3 separate regions of the Sus scrofa genome follow, and all the other regions are linked to region 1. The links are chromatin contacts, called in public Hi-C maps. All regions are on one chromosome and are shown on one strand. The core of a region is the stretch at or near the end of the contact, and the rest is flanking DNA. Distances in the headings are between cores, read along the strand shown.

What was found. Hi-C and Micro-C count contacts between places; a contact is called where the count stands out from the background.
Region 2: a Hi-C map of omental adipose tissue shows a contact between it and region 1, with 2.4 times the contacts expected there. The contact joins two enhancer-like sites. A contact is called at or near these places in 2 of 5 promoter capture datasets (fetal skeletal muscle and liver), 24 of 47 Hi-C or Micro-C datasets (adipose tissue, alveolar macrophages, brain and 12 more) and 1 of 2 datasets of contacts at active chromatin or transcription factors (skeletal muscle).
Region 3: a contact with region 1 is called in a Hi-C map of skeletal muscle, with 2.6 times the contacts expected there. The contact joins two enhancer-like sites. A contact is called at or near these places in 2 of 47 Hi-C or Micro-C datasets (fetal skeletal muscle and skeletal muscle).

Annotation. Positions count from the first base shown.
Region 1 is chr14:20,691,724-20,695,415 of Sscrofa11.1, forward strand. All of the region lies in intron 16 of PALLD (palladin), which reads right to left. Among named protein-coding and RNA genes, the nearest start is that of CBR4, 72 kb to the left of the region's middle. Within about 2 kb of position 1,973, at least 29 of the 83 cell types and tissues checked have an H3K27ac peak or open chromatin away from gene starts, as enhancers often do. A contact at or near this core is called in omental adipose tissue and skeletal muscle, where this site is marked.
Region 2 is chr14:21,006,719-21,010,853 of Sscrofa11.1, forward strand. All of the region lies in intron 2 of PALLD (palladin), which reads right to left. It overlaps LOC110256756 (a long non-coding RNA gene), which reads left to right. Exons shown (of 2, transcript XR_002338685.1): 1 at 1-4,135. Among named protein-coding and RNA genes, the nearest start is that of PALLD, 11 kb to the right of the region's middle. Within about 2 kb of position 2,208, at least 11 of the 83 cell types and tissues checked have an H3K27ac peak or open chromatin away from gene starts, as enhancers often do. A contact at or near this core is called in omental adipose tissue and skeletal muscle, where this site is marked.
Region 3 is chr14:21,104,104-21,108,285 of Sscrofa11.1, forward strand. It overlaps DDX60 (probable ATP-dependent RNA helicase DDX60), which reads left to right. Exons shown (of 39, transcript XM_021072214.1): 11 at 746-895; 12 at 2,232-2,337; 13 at 2,804-2,919. Among named protein-coding and RNA genes, the nearest start is that of DDX60, 29 kb to the left of the region's middle. Within about 2 kb of position 1,333, at least 2 of the 83 cell types and tissues checked have an H3K27ac peak or open chromatin away from gene starts, as enhancers often do. A contact at or near this core is called in skeletal muscle, where this site is marked.

The sequences.
Region 1 (3,692 bases), core at 723-3,222:
TTCCTTTGGTCAAAGCTGCAGCATCATACCTCACAAAGATGCTGCTGAGATTAAAAGATATAAGCTACAATGCTCTTGGAAATATCAAATGTACCCAATGCCACACTGGTGCTGCTGGTACTGTGTTGCTATGGGTCTGACACCAGGTGGGCACAGGTGATTTTTAGGTGCCCAGCCCCATGGCTGACTCCATCGTAATTTTCTTTTCTTTTTTTTTTTTTTTTGTCTTTTTGCCTTTTCTTGGGCCACTCCCGCAGCATATGGAGGTTCCCAGGCTAGGGGTCTAATTGGAGCTATAGCCGCCGGCCTACGCCAGAGCCACAGCAATGCAGGATCTGAGCCGCGTCTACAACCTACACCACAGTTCACGGCAACAACCGATCGTTAACCCGCTGAGCAAGGGCAGGGACTGAACCCGCAACCTCATGGTTCCTAGTCAGATTCGTTAACCACTGCGCCACGACGGGAACTCCTCCAGTGTAATTTTCAAGTAGACATATTTTGCCTGCAGTTTGCTCTTACCTTGTTTGATTCCTTCAGAGAGCTCTTATGACTGGCATCCCCTCTGCCCTTGGTTCTGGCCCTGCCAGTGGAATGACCGAGGGCAGGTAACAGACTCCCAAGGGAGGGTCCTCATTCGTCAAACAGGACCCTCCTGATCACCTGGGGGAGGGGCTCTCAGGGTGACTAAATGGGCTAAAAGTGCTTGGTCCTGTGTCTGGCACATAATAAATGCTCAGGGGATTACGTTATTACAGCACTGGATACAGATGTCATTGTAACAACAACCAGATGGATACGAACTGTTTTCTTGATGCAATTTTTTTCACACGTAATGGAGTTTTCTTCCTCTTTTTGGTATCAGGATGTAATTTACTCCAGAGGAAAAGCAAGGCTCTCTTAACAGGAGGTGGGTGGGGTGTGCGATGAGCAGATCTGCCTTTCTGCCCCACACTGCGCAGGACACCACACACAGGCACATCCCTCATGTCTGTTACGTGACGGCCATGCCTGAGGTCCAGCAGGAGTGTCCCACTGAACCCCAACCACCGCCCCTGCTGGGGACATACCCTGCCTTCTCTCCCTCTCTAAACAGGGTGAACAGGCTGGCAGGCAGCTCTGCATAGATGGCATGTTTCTACCATGACTTTAGGGCTCTCAGTGCTACTGCTTAGAACCATATGGACAAATACCACCACAGGCTAGTTCCTGAACATCCCAAACTTAAAAAAAAGGAGTATATATCACTCGTCACCTTTTTATTCCTGCACTATCCTTCACTTCTAAACAGAAAGGGGGAAGGCCTAGAATTCAGAAGGGATAGTTGCTCATCTGATGATATACTATTATTGCCCAAATATATTCCTAACCAGTAAGTGAACAGGAATATTTAGAAAGCATCTAAACTAACATGTGTATAATTTTGACATTTTAAATCCAGAATTCAGTGAAGCATTTTTGAAAAGATGCCTCCAATATGCACAACTCTAAGTTCAGATTTTTAGGTCTGAACGTTTTCTGAGGAAGAGCATCCAAAATAAGCATTCAGCAATTTAAATCGAGAACCTAGGGGCCATAGTCAATCCGGCTCTGGGGCACCTTGACGCTCACTGTTCACTTCAACGGTCCCATTTCTTCTTGCTTTATTATCACCGTATGAAGGAATCATGGAAGCGAACGTCAGTGAAGCTTGGAAAAAGCCAGGAAACCTTACAAAGCTGAAGCAAACACACCATTAACCGGCCTTTTAAATTTAACTCAGCTGCTTGCTGCTTTTCTGTTCCCAGCCAGCCCACAGCGTTTAAAACCACAGTACAAAGTCCTAAAATTGAATCCTTAAAGTGGTTCTGTTACACCCAGTGCCTCAGGCGAGGCTGATTATTTACGTGGTGATTATTTACCTCCATCTCCCCATTTTTAAACCCTAACTCTCAGCTCTCTCAGGAAGGCCTGCCTCTGGTACACAATGCAATTCCAGGAAGCATCCAGCATCCAGCTGAGCACAGCAGCCGGTCCAAAACCCCAGTGCAAGACGGTAACCTAGCAATGCAGCAAAACAAGGCCAAACACGCACATTTAGATTGGGCTGTGTCTTAAAAGATGGGATTAGAGGCTGGAAGAGGCGGCGACTGTGGCCCTCACTTTGGCACAGATTTGGTGCAACGTGCACAACTCCTTGTTACTCCACCAAGCTGTGTGACTGCTTGTCTCTCGGGGTGACCCCCGGGGCAGCACTCGCCCAGTGCTGTGTTCTATCCCAAGAGGAAACAGGACAACCAACATTATCCAATGTGTTTCTTATTCCCCAAAGGCTAGCCCCAGGGGAAGAGTATCCTATAAAGTCATCTGCTGGCCATCAGGATCTCCCCCTCCCCTGCTTCTCGCCCCTTCTCTTGGCCGAAATCGGTAATGACGTCCCCTGCTCGGGAGAGTGTGCCATCTGCCTCTCATTACCGATTCCTTTCTTGTCAGCCTTTCCCCCTCTGCTGCGGGCACCGCACATCGTGGAGGCCAGTGTACCAGGGAAAAGAGGTGTACTCATCTCCCTCTCAAACCCAAATCCTTGTATGATGTGGGAACAAATTAAGGTACCAAAGAACATCAAGGAAGCTGGGGATCAGCACCAGCTGATGTTTCGCTTTTGGGATAAACATCTCTTGAAAAACTTAGCTTTTTACCTCTGAGAATTTCTTCAATGTCTACTTAGGTCATGCTTCTTTTAAATCATGCTTTAATTCACAAATTATAAGAATGGCAAAATCCTTTTATATACAACAACAGCTGTTAATAAAGTTGAGATTATGAAGTGTTAAATGTTTCTCTTACTGACTTCTTATAGCAACAAGTGATAACCCACACCAAGAATTGGGTAGAGGAGTTCCTGTCGTGGCTCAGTGGTTAATGAATCCGACTAGGAACCATGAGGTTGCAGGTTCGATCCCTGGCCTTGCTCAGTGGGTTAAAGATCCAGTGTTGCCATGAGCTGTGGTGTAGGTTGCAGATGCAGCTCGGATCCACATTGCTGTGGTTCTGGCGTAGGCCGATGGCTACAGCTCCGATTTGACCCCTAGCCTGGGAACGTCCATATGCCGCGGGAGCAGCCCAAGAAATGGCAAAAAGACAAAAAAAAAAAAAAAAAAAAAAAAAAAAGAATTGGGTGGAGAAATGGGCTGCTGCTGCTTATGGGGTTTAAATGTCACTCTGTCACACAGCACTATTTATGCTTGTCAGCAGCCAAGACATGGAAGCAACCTATGTGTCTACTGACAGATGAATGGATTAAGATGTGGTACATAATACAGTGAAATACTGCTCAGCCATAATAAAAAAGAACAAAATGATGTTGTCTGCACCAACACAGATGGACCTAGAGATTATCATACTAAGTGAAGTAAGTCAGAAAGACCTATCATATGATTATCACTTACATGTGGAATATTAAAAAATTATACAAATGAACTTAACAAAACAGACTCACAGATTTAAAAATCAAACTAATGGTTATCAAAGGTGAAACATGGGAGAGAGGGATAAATTAGGAGTCTGGGATTAACATATACATACTACTATATATAAAATAGACAACCAACAAGCACCTGCTGTACAGCACAGGGAACTCTGCTCAATATCTTGCAATAACCTATAAGGGGAAAGAATCTGAAAAAGAATGAATATATGTATATGTATAACTG
Region 2 (4,135 bases), core at 958-3,457, 320 kb after region 1:
AAGCAACAGCCATTAAAGAGGTATTTGGAGGAAGGTATAAAGCCTCTGACAATCACCTTCTTAAATGTCAACCATTCCCACCTTGTCAAGGCCCATGTAACATCCCATCCTGTCAGTACAGAAAACTCACGGCCAGAGATGACTGTTAGTATAGGATTCGAGGACCAATCACCAGATTGTACAGGATATGTGTCTGGTGGTGCCAAACCCTTATACTCTGGTTACAACTTTATGTGGAGACTTCGGTGGGTTTGTAACTCTGGACTTAAAAGATACCTTTTACTCCATTCCCCTAAGTGCTATGTCCCAGGAGTTTGCCTTAGAATGGGATGCTCCAGAGACGGATGGAAAACACAATGTGGCTGGATAGTACTCCCGCTAGGATTTAAGACTGCCCCCCGCCCCCAATCTTCAGAGAAGATCTAGGACTTGATCGCTGATGAGGGAGTCTCACCCCAACATGTGGATGGTATACTAACTGCCAACAAGAAAGCTTAAGACCAAAATGCAACCCCTGCTCTAGACATTCTGCCAGCCTGGAGATACAAGTTCTCCAAGGAAAAAGTGCCAATTTCCTAACCAACTGCAAAATATTTAGGATCTGAGTCATCTAAAGGACAAAGAAACATACTGCCAGATGGAAGAGAAGCACTAGCCAGGGTGACTGTACCCACCACCAGAAGGCAGTTTTGAGGATCCTTAGGAATGGCTGAGTTGTCATAAGTGGATTCCTGGCTTTGGACTCAGAGTTGAACCCCTGTAAGAGGCTCCTAAAGGAAATGGCACACGTCGTGGACCCCGGCTGCCATAATGTGCTCCACACCATCAGGAGAAACTGAACCGCTCAGCACTTGGTTGCCCAGATGTTTTTGTGCATGAAAGACAGGGTGTTGAGTGTTGTAGACTAATTCAGAGTTTAGGTGCCACCAGAAGGCCAGTAGCTTACATTTCCAAACAACTGGGCATGAGACTCAAGGGTGGCCAGTTTGCCTCTGTGGTGTTCCTACCACCGTGACCTTTTACAAGAGGCTGAAAAGTGCCCCCTGGGCCAGCCTCCCACTGTGCACACCATACTTGAACAGAAGGGCAGGTGTCAGCTTACTTTGGGAGGCTGTGCAAATACTTGAGGCACTGAATGTAACGCGAAAGGTGGTGTCCATTCTAAGCTCAACATTCCTCCCCAAGATGACAGGAGAGCCTGTTCACCCCTGTGTACAAACAGTTGAAGAGCATGCGACCTGGCTGATGAGCCTTGGAAGGATCTGGATGTGGAAGTGTTCATAGGCTGGGCTGAGCAGAGGTAACTCACCAGGAATCCCAGAAGCAGAATGCCCCACCTCTGCCCGCCAGCAGATCCGTCTTCCCAGAGGGCAGACCTCATAGCTCCCACAGAGTCCCGCACTGTGCAGCTAAGGAAAAGGGGACCATTTACACAGATTCCAAGTTTGCCTTCTCTGTCATTTGTGTGTAGGTGGCCATATGGAAAGGAGGTCTACTGGATTCAGGAGGAAAACAATCAGAGGGGGTCCTGGCCTTATCAGACTCCGTTAGAATGCTGGGAGATACAGCCATAGGACATTGCCTGGGCCATCAGAAGACTGATAATTACACAACTGAAGGGAATCATTTGGCTGATCAGGCACCAAAGCAGGTGGCCAGAACTAAACGCCAGATCCTAAGACCAACCACCTGTTCTGAGTGTGGACCTATCCCTGGGTAAGCCTCAGCTTTGGAAATGGATTCTGAGAGAGCAGCCACGTGGGGGTTTCATGGTGACTCTGGAGACCGAGGTGGTGATCAGCACCAAACACCCCACAGGCTGGATTTAAGATGAGCAAGGACTAGTGCTCATACCTGAGCACTTCATGGAAAGAATTATCACTCATCTACATGGAGGGAGCATCATCAGGAGGAGGCAACCCATCACTCACTGGCTACAGAAATTTACTGTTGGTCCACAAATGCAAAGGACCAGTCAAAGGATAAAACAAAGTTGCCTGATCTGTGCCAGAAACATCCTAAAACCTGGCTACCCCCCATACCAAAAGGGGTGCTGACCCGAGGGGCAGAACCAGGGGATGACTGACAGAGAAGATGCTCTTCTGCCAGGAGCTGGGGACATGGTAGATATTTGCTGGTGTTCTTGACACCTTTGCAGAAGGGGCACAGGCTAGGCAGAGAAAGCTTCTGGGTGCAGGCTAGGCAGAGAAGGCTTCTGGGATTTGCCTCTTTCAAGCCAAAGTGACGGTGGAGGCGCTTTAGCAGCCAAGGTGACTCCAGGAGGTCTGGGGCCCTTGGACCAGACACGATGGAAGCTCATGCTCCCTGGGGACCTCCTATAACAGGGCAGGGCCCTCCCCCACAGGGTCTGCTCCAGCTCCTCCTGAAGCACCCAGATGACAGTATCTGATGCACATTCCTGAGTTGCTTCACAGATGCTAAAATCCCCACCAAAGGGAAGATGTTAACTAGCTGATGACCAGGAGCACATAAAATGTTAACCCCTGTGACATAGCCCTGTGACCTTACCATCAGCCAATCAGAGGATAGTGTGCAAGCCAGTCACTTACCCTGTGACCCCTCCCCCGTCTTTAAAAATGCTATACGATTTTGTTCGGGGAGTTTGGGGTTTGTGGGACACAAACCACCAGTCTCCCTGCCTGGCTCTGCAATAACCTGGCTCCAAACTGTATTGTTTGGCCTCACTGTGTGTCCAGCCCACGCACTTGTATTTAGTAACTCTCAGTCTACAGGGAAGGGGGAAAGGATGAGTCACTCCTTTAAAAAGATAGTAGCCAGAATAGGCCAAGAAACCAACATAACTTGGATAAGGTTTTACCAACTGCCCCCACTGAGGGGCAGAGCAGCCCTGGAAGCAGCCCCAGTTAAGCACTTACTGTTCTGTGGGCAACCTTCCTTAAGACGGAGTACCTCTGTGTCTTGAAACTGTTCACATGGCAACAAACAAACAAGATATGATAAAATGTGCACAACTCTTGGTGCCATCTTATCTTCTACACAGGTATGTGCTTCTAGTCCCCTCACATTTCTGGTGGATGTCCCCCTGAGCTGCACAAGCTAGGGACCGGTGCTCCTTTGAACTTGGACAAACCAGCCACTTGAGGATCAATGTCACCCCATGGGATGTGGAATGACCCTATTGCGTCCTTCAGGTCACTTTCTCCAGTAAAGCTGAGTCACGCCTTGGGTAACCACTCCCAGGGAACTTAAATCACAGGAAAACTTGTCAAAGGAAAATAGGGCAGCTAAGACACCCCCTGGCCAGGATGAGAAGGAAACAGACATCTCGAAAGTAGACTGTTTCTGTCCAATAGTTTGGACCAGGCCTACGTAAATCCAAATTCAATCACCAAAATGTTAAAAAACACCACGTTTTCATGGATCCCCAAAAGATTACGGTCTGTTTTCAAAGGACTGTTAAAATCTGGGAGTCACAGTTCCGTGCATCTTACACTTAATCCTTTTATTCATTCAAATTCATACTTACTACCTCACCATTCATATGCTGATTGCTCAGACTTAGGAGTTCAAGGTGGATCTCCGGAATTTTTACAAATAACTGCACAATAATTTCATTTCCCTTATAAAAACCTAGGCCCTCATCAGCAAGAAGCAGATAGACCAGGCTTTACCCCAAGACGGAGGACCTGACAAAGTGAAGCACGTAGGACATCTACCAGCTGAAGCTGATTTGCCACCAGAGATTGCGTAAGCCGGGAATTACTTTACCCAGGGCCCTGCACATGCGCAAGGCGGGAACCGCGCCTCCAGGATGACACTAACCGAGCATCCTCAGTCCACCGACTGCCAAAAACAGAAACGCTGCCACCTGAGCCCTTCTGCAGGCGGGGATCCTTCAATGAGGGAAACCTGACCTCCAGCAGCCTGAGGCGCTTACAAGAGCTGATGAGCAAGGCAGCTTCCAATCTTGAAGTTCCCTAAACCCTTAAATTCCACCCTGATCCTGGGATCCCAGACGGACTTGAGCCGTCCCTCTCCTCTCCTTGCTGGCCGACCTGGCAATAAAGTGCTTTCTTGTCTCAAAAGTCATGGCCACAATATTGGCTCCCATGTGTTTCAGGCAGCCCGCCCTTGCTCGGTAACAGAATCTTCT
Region 3 (4,182 bases), core at 83-2,582, 410 kb after region 1:
ACTTAGTATTACTCCACAAGTATTTTTTGGAAAAAATATGTTTGGGAACTTGGCATTTCCAAATAACTTTAACAGTTGAATTTTTCATTTACATATACACATAACATTTTTTCATAATATTCACTCTAATTAATGTAATCATCCTATTACTGTTAGGTAGGGGATTGTAATTTTTTCCAGAGATGAAGCTGAATTGTGTATTGTTGTTTATAATGAATTTTTTTCCTTTGGATCATTTTATTAGATTTTCTACAATCTATTAGTAGTCAAAGAAAACACATTTGGAGAGAACTATAACTCGGTATTATTGAAATTTCTCTGACCTCCAAGGTTTGGTTCTTGCAGACTGCAAGCATTAGCATGAATTAGCTACAAGTAAATTGAGCAATCCTCTCCAGATAGTCTCATTTTTGAATATAAGTAAAGTTACTTTACTATTAGTAAAGTTGTGTGTGATGTAACATTTTTATTACCTTGAAGAATAAATATTCACCATCTGTTATTGTTAGTTAAAATAATTATACTTCTAATACTTAGTTATCAACCAGGGAAACTGGATAAATTTTAGAGTCTACAGTCTCACAGTCAACATTGGAACCATTTTCCTTTAGGTTCCATGTGGAAATCCCTGAAAAAATTCACTATTTGAGAAGTATTTCAAAGTTCTCTGAATTTAGTCAAAATGTGTGCTTCTGTGTATATGTGAATGACTTTTGGTGATTACCATTTTTAACTATTTATACAGGCCTGCATTTGGGAAATGTCATTACGAAAGATTATGAACATCTCTGGGATACTGTATCAAAGTTGGTCAGACCATTTGATGTTGGAAAGCCATTTCCTCTGAGAACAACAAAACGTCCTTTTCTTAAGAAGAACCCATCACCAATCAAAGGCAATAAGTCTCTAAATTAATTTCGAATAAAAGCCTCATTCCCCTGGGAATGTTTTGAAAGCACCACTAAGTGTTGCAAGTATAAATACATTTTTGGTGTTATGCACTTAAAATTACCTATATTGTCATGTCCTTGGGGTGATAATGCTTTGACTATAATTTTGAACAGTGATATGTGTTGCTTGTAACTAATATTGTTACCACTTATAAAAAGTGAGATATGTGACTTCCATTTCTATCAATATAAAGTGTAGGTCTAGTGAAGAATCTCTTGCAGGTAATGATGGAAATGTTAGGTAAGAGACACCAAACATCTTTTTGTAAAGTCATAGCTAAACTCAAAACAATGGGAGGGAAATTGCAGGAGCTGAAAGTGAAGGGAGAGGCTGATCTCTGGGTAACTCCAAGAATTTCTAATTATAGGCCTGCTCTCCCAAGAATCTGGGTTTCAGTTTTCTCTGTTAGCAAAGTCCAGACCATTCTAAGCCAGAAGATAACCTAAGTGATCTAAGGACTCTGGCGCATTCTCTGAAGAGAAACAAAGTCCTAAACCCTGGTTTTACAAGAGCTTCTGCAAAATATGGGTGCAAATGCAAATGTATGAAACAGCAGAGAAACAAGCCCCAAGAAGGATAGTAGCTATAGAATGAAATCTCTTAAGGGATTTCAAATTTTGTAATTTTCAGAAGTAGCATATATTATGTGTGTGTATAAAAAATGCTTAAAGAACTAAAATAAGAAAATACAAAATTGTGTAAAACATCATTCACATTTTAAAATGACCAAAATTGTAGAAATGAAAATACTATCAGTGAAGAGGTTCAAAATCTGATCAGTGCTGTCACATACGAAATTCATCTGTCATCTGCATGTGTACATGCATGTGGTATCAAAAAGGATGTGAGACAAGACTGTAATGAAAGGACATAATGACATTGCCATCGGGATGGTCCCCTACTTCTTTTTTATTTTCATAAAAGTGTGAATGTAAGAAATCTGAGATTTCTATATTCAATTCCTTGTTTCATAACAGGAAATAAGAAAAGGAATAAACATTTGAAAAGAGGAATCATAAGGGTGTTTCTGTCTATCTTATCCATCCATCCATCCACCCATCTTCCTACTTACATGCCTACATACTGCTTATTTCTTTATATTCTGCTGTTTCCAGGATGTTTTAATATGGGAAATAGCTTTGTGGGAAGGGCTGGAATTGATTAATGTAAATAAGATCAATAAAAAATGTGTCTTTTAATGTAAAGTTTTAGAAATAACATTTCACGTTTCTGTATGAAAGTTTACATTTGACTTTGCCGTAATTTTTCCTTTTTTACAGATACCTCCATGGAAAAGATGCCTAGTTTGGGTTTTATTCCAATGTCATGTCAGGTGGTTGATAATTTTGTTGGAGACATTTTGAAAGATTTGCCTTTCCTAACGAGGTATGGGGCCTGAAGTGTTTCGGTCAATACCCAGATGGAATGGATGAATTACTCATAGAGATTCTATGAATTATGACAGGTTATTTATAAATAGGGTATATTAGATGTAACATGTGTTTGTAAGACATGAGTTTAATGTCAAATTTATTAATGTCCTTTGATCGTAACTAGGTTAAAATCAACAGTTTGAATCTTAGAGTGAAATCATTCCAGCTGCATGTTTTTAATTGATTCATCAAAGGATGAATATTTATTGATGTTGATGATGCTGTTAGAGAAATGGTTGTTTTTTTTGAGTTCTTAAGCCTCTAGTAACTGCTCTTTGATTCTAGCACCAACATTATATCACAGAAAGAAGAAGCTGGCTATGATTTTTTTCTTTTAATTATTGAAAGTGAAACCTTTGCTATGCTATATTTGGAGGCATGCAGTTTAAGCCATGCATGTATATCTTTTTGTCTCACAGTGATGATCCTGTTGTAACTTCACTGGTCAAACAGAAGGAATTTGATGAACTTGTGCACTGGCATTCCCACAAACCCCTCAGTGACGATTATGACAGGACAAAGTGTCAATTCAATGGTGAGTTCTGCGATTCCGGTGAAAGACATTAAAGTCGGTTTCCCTCTCTGCCTTTTATTTTATAATGAAAAATTATCATATTATGAGCCAGGAATTCTCCTGACTGGTGATAATATACCAGATTTGTAGATATGTGTCAGTAGAGGGGGTGATGAAAGAGCCCCACTCTGCTGATAGTCATGAGCCTGCAGGCGCACAGTTGTCTTAGGAGTAAGAACACAGATGCGGTGTTTGTCCCCATGCAAATTAGAAGCTGTTTTAAGCAAAGATGATTTGTAGTTTAAGATATCTATGTATTCCTTCAGGTCAGACTCACAGACTTCAAAAACAAACTTACGGTTACCAAAGGGGACAAGTGTTGGCGGGGGGGCGGCGGGGGGGATGGAGTGGGGTTTTGGAGTTGGCATATGCATGCTGAGGTACATGGAATGATATCCCTCATTTCATATAAATATATCATATATGACTTGCTCTACAGCACCTGCAGTATAGGGACCTGATGTACAGCACAGAGAACTCTATCCAATATTCTGTGATAACCTGTATGGGAACCTATATGAAAAAGAATGAGTATGTGTACATGTATAACTGAATCACTTGCTGAACAGCACAAACTATCACAATCTTGTAAATCAACTACGCTTTAATAGAACTTAAAAAAAATTACTGAGGCCGTAGGCTTTTAAGCAATTTTAGCTGCTTTCACACCACCCAGTTGACTGCACGTAATAAATATAGTAATTTACCTGCTCAGCGTGGAGGGACGGGGAAAGCAGGCCCATGACACGTGGATGGCAGGTCAGCTGAGAGTGAATTAGGGCCCTTTCTCCTTGGTTCATCCCTCATCTTCCTCTCACCTTTGTCCACTCCACTCATGCAAGATACTTACCAGCCTGCCTGTATCAACAGGAACTAGGATCATGCAAAACACGAGGGATGTTTTAGATTAATTATTAACATCCTTCAGAGTGGTTTGATTTATATATGCAGATACAGGTATAGAAAAATCAACACGCTTAATTATTCCCTTTAAGTGAGTGTTGCAGTTTTCTTTGGGGATGGGAGTAATTCCTACGTTGACTGTTGGGATTTCCTATGTCATTGGATTTTTCCACAGTGAAGGTTTTTCTGAGCTGCCAAGTTCTTGTCTCTGTGGCTCTGGTCTGGAGTAAGTATATTCCTGTCAAATGATGTAAGAAGCCATGATGTCTTAGATGGATCTCTTCCCGATTTGACTTCGACCTTTCCCTTCTTACCTGCATT